Linked DNA regions of Zea mays: region 2 is linked to region 1. A link is a contact called in public Hi-C data. All regions are on one chromosome and are shown on one strand. The core of a region is the stretch at or near the end of the contact, and the rest is flanking DNA. Distances in the headings are between cores, read along the strand shown.

Region 1 (4,427 bases), core at 307-2,806:
AGCAGTGATGGGCCAATCATATTCAGGTACGTAAATAAAATATCTACTAGGCTTTGGCATGTCGTCACAGCTACAGTTCATTCTTATTAAAAAATAGTAGGGGACCTAGATGCTTCAGATCGTGCTGCTTCATTATTCATGTCTCTATATGTAGATGTAGGCCTTTATTTATGAAAGAAGTTTTCATGCGTATAGCACTCGTTATCTTAACCAACATTATCACTCTGCCTATGCCAATATAGGCAAGTTGTTGTTGTCGTGTCCAGTGGCCAGCGCGCGACGGTGCATGTTTTCTCGTGAAACTGTGTAGGTATCTTTGCCCTGTCAATGCCAATGCCCATGGACTCATACAATTGCCTTTCTGACTCTGAATCACGCAGGTTTGGTGTTCCTGCAACGCATGCCATTGCTTTCGGTCCTTTTGGTGTTTTGCAGTGTGCTGGAAAGGGATTGGGTTTGGTGGTGTTGATAGATCTGTGATCATCTATATATAATAGCATTGGGTGGCCACTGATTGGTGCATCACTCAGCTGAATTAAGCACTGCCAGGCTGGTGAGTGTTTACTCTCTCGGCTTCTCTTTGGGAAGTAGCAATCGGATCGCGTAAAGAAAGCTGAGTTGTTGCGGCCTCTGTCGCAGCTGCATACGCGCAATGCATACAATGAGCTGTATGCTGGTCGTCCAGAGAATTTGAGGGAATATTTCGCTTTATTTATTGGGGAGGGATTTTAGACTCAGAGAGAGTTGCCCATGTGGATGTCGGGCTTTATCATCTGCAGAAGCTCCTGGGATCCACTTGCTTTGCAGACTATTCGATAAGGGAAGGGACTCTGATTATTCGACAGGGAAAAGGAATTATGTTTCGTAGGAAGGAGATTAGAACTTAATTAGTTCGATTTATGCAGCAGGAATCTGGGTAAACTGTGCGTCATTCCAAATTAAAGCGAGGCTCTAGTGGGAAGGAGAAGGGAACTCATGTCGGTGGCTCTAAGTGGAAAGGAAACCAATGCAACTTGTCTGTCATATATAGAGTCATAGAGAAGATTATATTTACTCAGTTGTTTGTTTGGCCCACTAAACTGTCAGGGCTTCCAAAAGACTCTGGGTCTGTCAGCCTGCAACCATGTCCTGACCCATAGAAAAAAATAAATTTAAGTTTTGACAATTGTTCTTTGAATTTTTATGTAGATACGGCACAAGGTCAATATTTACTAGATTCACTATGAAACTTTATAAAATATATGATTATTGTCATTTAAGATAATACATTTGTATAGATATTGCCAGTGAAGAAACGACTTAAACTAACCTGCTTGGACATGTATGTGTTACCGGAAGATTTGGTGAAAGAATCTCGGTTCTAAATCGTCCCCTTGTCGACTGCAACATGCACTAGCTAAGAGAATAATTAAAGCTTGTATGCTCCGAATTGTACTTTGACAACAGCACCCAAGAAGTTGGGAAGATGCTCGACGCCATGGCAAGTTGCCAACCATAGCGAAGTGATCGGAGCGAGGACGAGGCAGGGCCCAGGGACCAGCCCGCGCATGCCAAATCCTTTTCTAGTACAACTGCTGCGGTACAATCCTACTAGTACTCGCTGTGGCGGTGCGTGCTCACTAACGCCAGAGGCAAGGCTGCTTTTGTTTTCTTTTTCTGTGCAGGAGGGAGGCAGCGGTGGGGCGCCCCGAGCCCCCTACTGCCCTACAGCTTTCAAACACATAAACTTCTACGGTAAGTTTGTAACCTATCCTAAATTTTGAAATGTACACAATATAATATAAAAGCTTTTATACTAAATTGGTTTAGTTCAGTCTATCCTAAAAATTTTCTGGCTCTCCCTTCTCGTGTTACCGTGTGCTCCGCCGTCCCAAAACGCACTGTCGTTTATCAGCGAAGTCAAATGTTTTATTTTTTTTACCAAATATATAAAAATATTAATATTAATAATAGATAGGTCATTAAATCTATTTATACAATAAATTTATTTTTATATAAAAACAGTACTAACATTTTTATAAATCTAGTTAAATATTAAAATGACCAATATAAATACCATAACGGCATTTATTTTAGGACGCGGTGAATACATTGCAGGAGTATTCTTTAATCCTTATTATCTCTTGCGAGTTGTCCACATCATGGTGCGGTGGATAGTATGTTCTTACAGTGCCTGCTGGCTTGACAGAAGTGACCATGAACGCTGAAGTTGTGTAAGTACAAGAAATGGTTTCACCGATTGCGGTTCCTTAATAATGGTTTCTGGCCTAATGGGCTAAGTGTAGACTGGTATTTTGGTTATGGGCTTATGCTCGTAAACATCTAAGTTTTTTTTTACCATGATTCTATTAATCATTATAGATGGTTAAATGGGCCAAGCTCGTCAGAGCGACAATGGGCCTACGGTCTATAGTGTCAATGCTGACATGGACATGGTCTAGAGCCATGCCTGAGGTTCGACCTGCAGTGTTGACACAAGCACAACACGATTAATGGACCGACATGACGTGATACAATTGGTTTTAGTTGTTGGATGGCCTAAGATAGATTTCATTAGTTGGATTCACTATATAAACATATATCTCATTAAATCCCTAGCTTCACCTCTCTCCCTTCTGGTTTCTTTAAGCACGACCACGTGTGGAACGATGGTGGCAATGCCATGGGCATACAACGATGACATGAGTGGCATATCGATCCCTGGTGTCGTGCATTGCGTCGGAGGCATGGGTGACGCACCTCGACCTTGCGCATGATAACGGTGGCGGTGATGTGTCCATGAGCTCTCGCGTAGTGATGACGATGCGCACAACAAAGATGGTTGTTGTTGGAAATAAAGTGGGTGTTTGGTTTGAGGAATCGCTCCATCCAAAATGAGGTGGTGCATCATAGGTCCATTCCTTAAATTTGGTGTGATGACCCAATTCCTCGTATTAGTACTAACTAACTAATTATGAGGAATGAGGTGGTGATGGATCAACTCATTCCATTTCACAAACCAAACAAAAAAAATGAGGAGTGAGAAGATAATAGACCAACCCATTCCTCAAACCAAACACCCTAAAACATTGGATGCTAGTTTAGTATGTTACTCATATGAGAAAAATAGCCTTTACATGTTTTATCATGATTGCTAACTTTGTTGCTTAGTTTGGTATGGTACTCATGTTAGGAAATCAACCTTTACGTGTTTGATTGTAGGACTACAATTTAATTTCCATGTAATCTCCTATTAAGCAAAGGAATAGATCCTAAAATAGTTGGCAAGCTTTACATCACCAAAACATGATTGTGTTCTTCTGAGTCACATGAGTTTATGTGTTACCTTGTCTAAAAGCTTGCTACGACAAAATTCTAAAGGGGACTGACATATGGCCTCGTGGGCTAGGTGTTGTGCCGTTGCAGAGGTGCACCTTCCTCTCAAGGCAGGCCATGCCACCACCGGAGGGGAGGAGGGTCACCACTGATAAGGGAAAGAGATATGTGCGCCAATGTTATGGCCTGTTCGGTTAGAGTCGACTAGATGAGATTGGAGAAGATTAAATCTCTTATAAAAATGGATCAATAGAATGGAATTTCTCTTTGATTCCCATGCTACCAAACAAGGCCTAAACATATACATGATCTGAAGAAAAGCCAGAGTCCCTAATGTTCCGAGTAGTTTCATGTGTTTCGAGTCACAAAGATATTGTCTCTTCTTTAGAAAGGGTTTCATGGTTCTAGTGACCTTTCTTTTTAATAAACTAGGTATATGCCCGTGCGTTGCAACGGGTGACATTTGTACACGCATAGATCATTGTTTAGTGATGTTATCAACTGATGGGTCACACTTGTGTATGCATAGGTCATTGTTTAGTGATGTTATCAACCGAATTCTGCGTGTCAGGTTGACACGCGAGGGAGATGGCATCGGGAGGCAGGCTCGGGGGCGGGGCATCGGGTGTGTGCGACCATGAATCGCGTCGGGAGGCAGGCTCGGGGGGCGGGAGGTGGCTAGAGGTCGTGGCATGCGGAGCGCTGCGCGATTGGAGCAAGAGACGGGGAAGAGCTAGAGGAGACCAGGCGTGGATGGTTTTGCCAAAAGTGTTGAGTGCATTTGTCGGAGATAGGAAAGGCAGAACCAGAGAGGGTCAGCCTACCCCTTACCTTCTTCATAGTAGTAAGTTAGGTACCTATACGTTGTTATGGACATACATATTCCTTGTTTAAATAAGAGTTATATAAACATGTTCCAACAGAATTTGCGAGTAAAGTTTGTTTGGTGTTTATACCTTTCCCTCGTGATCTTCTAGACTGCCTTCTTCATCGAGATAAGTAGAGATTGACATATCCTATTTGAATGTGAACCAATCCTATGATTCATTTACCAACTGTATTTTTATATGTGCCTGAAACGTTGTGGGTTCCACAACATTGTACAAGCTTGG
Region 2 (4,441 bases), core at 584-3,083, 290 kb before region 1:
TGCCAAATTAGTGGATGGTTGCTGGCTGCCCTAATCCTAAGCCTGTGCTAAGTAGTGACTTTCTAATTTATATAATGTAGTTGTATACATGTACATTTATATATATAGCTATATAAGTATAACTACTAGACTAGGACGACCAGGGAACGACTAGGACCGACTAGGAGTCGACTAATCGCCCTAGTCGTCGCCTAATCGCGACTAGTCGCCTGGTCAGTCCCAGGGATCGACCAGGCGACCAGGCGACTTGAAATCATTGGTTGCGTAGACTTGTGTGGTTGAACTTGATCTGTTTCCTTTTTATGTTATTTGTTTAAATACTCAACTTATGAGTATGAACATATTCTACCGTGTCGTTTTACGTCAAGTCTGAAAAGACATTTCAGCGTTTAAATGTTGAAATGGTGGTTCCTAACGTTTTATCGTTTTACCGCTTTAATAACCATGATATTGTTTGATTCTGAAATCATTTCTTACTCAGCACACAAAAAAAGAACAAATGAGACAAGCACACAAACTAATTTTCCATTCAACGCATTACTATTTCCAAAACATCAAAGTAACAAATCGTTTGGAAAAGAGCACAGAGATGTACTCCCTTCATTCCAAATTATGAGATGTTTGACTTTGTTTACTTTGTATCTAGACATATTGTATATGTAAGTGCATAGTAAAAGCTATGTAACAAGGAAAGGTAAAAGGTCTTATAATTTGGAATTGAGGTAGTATATTCATGTGATGTTTTGATAACCTAAACCCAAATATTACGAAAGCCAGCCAAACATTGACGAAAGCAAAATAAAAGTATGATTTCACCTTGTGTCCTTCAACAGCCTGGCTCTCCTCCACTGCTTCCGGTGCCTGAGGTGACACAACCATGCTCTCTTGCACCTGCACACCTCCAGCTCCAAAACTTGCCACTGCAGCAGCCAGATCCAATGGTGTCCTCATTTCTAGCTGCGCTGTGAAGTAGCCCGATGCCATGATCCTATCCAGCTTTGCCCTCACCCCAGCATCTACAGCCAAAAGGAAATGCAGATTAAGTTTATGTCACACTACCATACCATCTCAAAACAAAATCAAGCGCACGCCCTGTAGAAATACCCACATGTGATGGTGGAGTCAGGATGGATGGGTTCATCCGCACGGCAGAGCCAGAGGCGGGCGTGATGAGCACAAGCCTGAAGGGCGTCACGGTGCGAGACTCCGGCTGCAGCAGGAGGGCGCAACGCGGCGAGGGAGGCAAGGGCAGAAACCGCGTTCAGATCGGTCTCCGCGAGACTGTCCTCCGGATCATCCCCGACGTAGTCATAAGTGAGGCAGCTGCTCCGCTCGAGTTCGCGCGTGTAAACCAAAGAGACGAAGTCGCTTTGCTGCTTGACGTCAAAGAGGGAGCCGAAGTAGACGAGCGCAAGCAAGTCCTGGACTGACGAATCTGAGTCGGAGGAGGAAGCGGCGGAGGGGGCGGGGGCGGGGCGGGAGGAGAGCTCCTCCGCGAGGGCGGAGGCGAGCGGAGGGCGGAGGCGCTCGAGCTCGTCGATCAGAGCGGCGACGACGGGCTTGGAGCGGAGAACCTCCTCCTGCTCTCGGTTGAGCGTCTTGCCGGCGGCGAGCGACTCCTCCATCTGCGTGATTCGGTTGTACTTCTTCCGCAGTGCGCGGAGACGCTTCGATACTACGCTGAGCACCGGCCCGTCGGTGGCCTCAACAGCCATCGTAGCCGCAGCCACCGCGGAGGCGGTCGGAGCGGAGGAGGACGAGGCGGCAGGGGAGGTGGCCATGGCGGAAGGCTAGGGTTTTAGTGGCGATTTGTGACAGAAACGGGGGCTCTCGGGGAGGCGAGGAATCGAGGCGTCGGCGCGTCGGATTTATATGCCACACGGAAGGAGGTACGGCAATCGGGTCGGGGTCGCGGGTCGGTTAGGGATTTGAGGGATCTACAGGCCCTAACTATTCAATTTTAAATAGTATAAATTAATACTTTTAAATATCCGGTCACTGAATCTATATCTATACTATTTATTAAGACAGTAAATGTAGTCTGATGTTCTGCCGTTCTACGATCTCAACCATCCGTTCTACCATTCTGTAATCCCAGCCGTCCGATCCTACGTTTCAGTCTCGCTCCCTGATCCCGCACACCGGTCCCGCTCTAGATCGCGCCCCGAAACCCTCTCGCCTCGCCTGGAAACCGTCGCCCCCGACCTCCCCTCTCCTCCCCCGATTCCGGCTGCCGCCCCAGGCTCGCCCGCCCCGAAATCATCCACTGCGCCGCGCCGAAAACCTCTCCCACCGCCACCACGCCGCGCACGCCCCGGTCTTCGTCGCCCTAACCGCCCTTCCAACGATGAGATCGCTACCGAAGCGCCGCGCATCCTCCTTGCATCTTCGTCGCCCCTGCGCCACGCCGAAATCCTCGCCCACCGTGCCCTTCCATCGACGACCATGGCGGACTACCCACGCGTCGTGCGCGCCCCGCTCTTCGTGCCTGTCCTCTGGGGCCAGTGCGCTCCCCTCCTCCTCACCAGACTCTGTCGCCGCAGGTCTGGTTGCCCACCTCAACTCCGAGGAACGAGGACTCCACCATGCTCGCTCCGGAGACACCACCTTCATGTCCTCCGCTCACTGTGCCTGTCCTCGGATCCGCGACTGCCGCCCCGCTCCCCCCAAATACCAGCCGACGCAGCTTACTCCTCTGTTACCCGTGGCTGGCGCGGGGGTTTGATTCCCGGCGTTTCCTTGTGAATTCGGGGTGATTTGGGGGCCCTGGATGGCGATGATTTGAGTGGATTCAAGAGGAACAAGTGAAGGTGAAGTCCTGATCTGGACCCCCACCGTGGTATGTGCCACGAGGAAGTTGTTCTTCTCCGAGTCGGCCTACAAGGAGACCAAGCTCCACACCACGCCCCACTCATGGCTGCCCCTCGAGAGGAAGGCGCCACCGAGCTCAACCAGGAGAGCCGATGGCCGGTGAGACACACAACGCTAGCCGTTTTCAGAACCCGGTCAGATGAGTGACTGTTGCTGTTACAGGTGTGGTCTTCTCTGCTCCTGTACCGGCAGATCCTCGACGAGATCGAGGCCAACGACTACGACAACTTCACCCGGAGGGCCTACGTTCCTAAGACGAAGAAGTTGATGGCGCTGCCCAAGGCGTACCTGAGATCACTGGTGGTGCCCTCCTCCTCTTCTCAGGCTGAGAGCCGGAGACGCTATTCCACCCTAACATAGACCGGTCTCTCTCTCACTGTCGGTACATAACAGAAGCAATGAATGATCGATATGATGTACAAATTTCTGGCCAAGCTGTTTGGAGGATCCTCTAGCCTGTGTGGGAGAAGCTCTCCAAGTTCTCTGGCCATGCTGCTGGCGGCTCCTCCATGTAAGCTCTTAGTCCTTCACTTGTTTCTGGCTTGATATGTCAACATATGCTCATTCGTTTATGCTTCAATTGTGTCACGCAAGACTCAGTCTTTTAGGCACTGGTGTTGATTTGGCTGTGCAAAGTTGGCCGATTGAGATGTTCATCCTGTTTTGTTTGTGTCGCAGAGAGTCCTTGATGAAGATGTCAGAGCCGGCTGTGCTTTCGCACTTCAAGCCCGCGGACTATGTCAGCATACTGGCTCAGATACACAAGGAGCTAGAGTGCCGCCCTCCTGACGACAAGGCCTCCCTGTACCTCCTATAGTTCTAGGTCTTCCGTGGCCTCGGCGAGGCCAAGCTGTTCGGAGGATCCTCCAGCATGTGTAGGAGAATGTGAGCACCATACACGAGAAGCTCATCTTTGGGGCATGGCTCAAGTATGAGAAAAAAGAGGAGGAGTCCATCTCCGACCTGCTCAGCTTGTGCATCACTCCACAAACCAAACACATCAAAAGTGCTTGCAGGAGTTCAGGCTGCTGGATTTCGTGAGGGGATTTTAACCTCAAAATACCTGTCTGGACAATTTTTGCTCAATTTTTTATTGCTACTTTTTTGTTCAATGCACAGAACATTTGTTAATTTCTATTTGTCCTCTCTGATTATAAAACAAAAATTATCATTTACACTTATTCATTGATCTTCATTAAGTAATGCACTAATAAAGGTTCATCATTGCAGAAGCTGAGGATGAGATCAAACGGCTAAATGGAGAGGCAGAAAAGCGCATATTGATTTTTGATCCTTTAGACGAACCCATTAGACAGCCTGATTTGCGTGGGTATGCTGCTTATCTCTTTCTATATTCTGTGAGTGAACAATTAGGTATTATTGCTTAGGAAGGAGGACTATTTACAAGATAGTCTGAGAAAATCATAGGTTGCTTGGATTCTCTATTTGCTTGTGTCATGCGACATGTCTGTTTGGATGTATTTGCACCCACGTGGTTTATTCCTCGTGTTATTGCTACTGGTTGAGGCAGACAAAGTGAAACATTAGACTTGCTTTTTCTGTACCTAAC

What was found. Hi-C and Micro-C count contacts between places; a contact is called where the count stands out from the background.
Region 2: a contact with region 1 is called in a Hi-C map of tassel, with 2.6 times the contacts expected there. The contact joins the promoter of LOC100382366 here to the enhancer-like site in region 1. A contact is called at or near these places in 2 of 25 Hi-C or Micro-C datasets (ear and tassel).

What each region holds. Positions count from the first base shown.
Region 1 is chr1:268,310,945-268,315,371 of Zm-B73-REFERENCE-NAM-5.0, reverse strand. It overlaps a transcript of LOC100193597 not described here. Among protein-coding and RNA genes, the nearest start is that of LOC100193597, 11 kb to the left of the region's middle. Within about 2 kb of position 1,556, at least 16 of the 20 cell types and tissues checked have an H3K27ac peak or open chromatin away from gene starts, as enhancers often do. A contact at or near this core is called in ear and tassel, where this site is marked.
Region 2 is chr1:268,597,524-268,601,964 of Zm-B73-REFERENCE-NAM-5.0, reverse strand. LOC100382366 reads right to left here and starts at 1,833. Exons shown (of 4, transcript NM_001175111.1): 1 at 1,109-1,833; 2 at 817-1,016. The coding sequence starts at 1,781. LOC103645541 (phytoene synthase 3, chloroplastic-like) reads left to right here and starts at 2,914. Exons shown (of 2, transcript XM_008668577.2): 1 at 2,914-2,970; 2 at 3,034-3,260. The coding sequence starts at 2,914. The coding sequence ends at 3,231.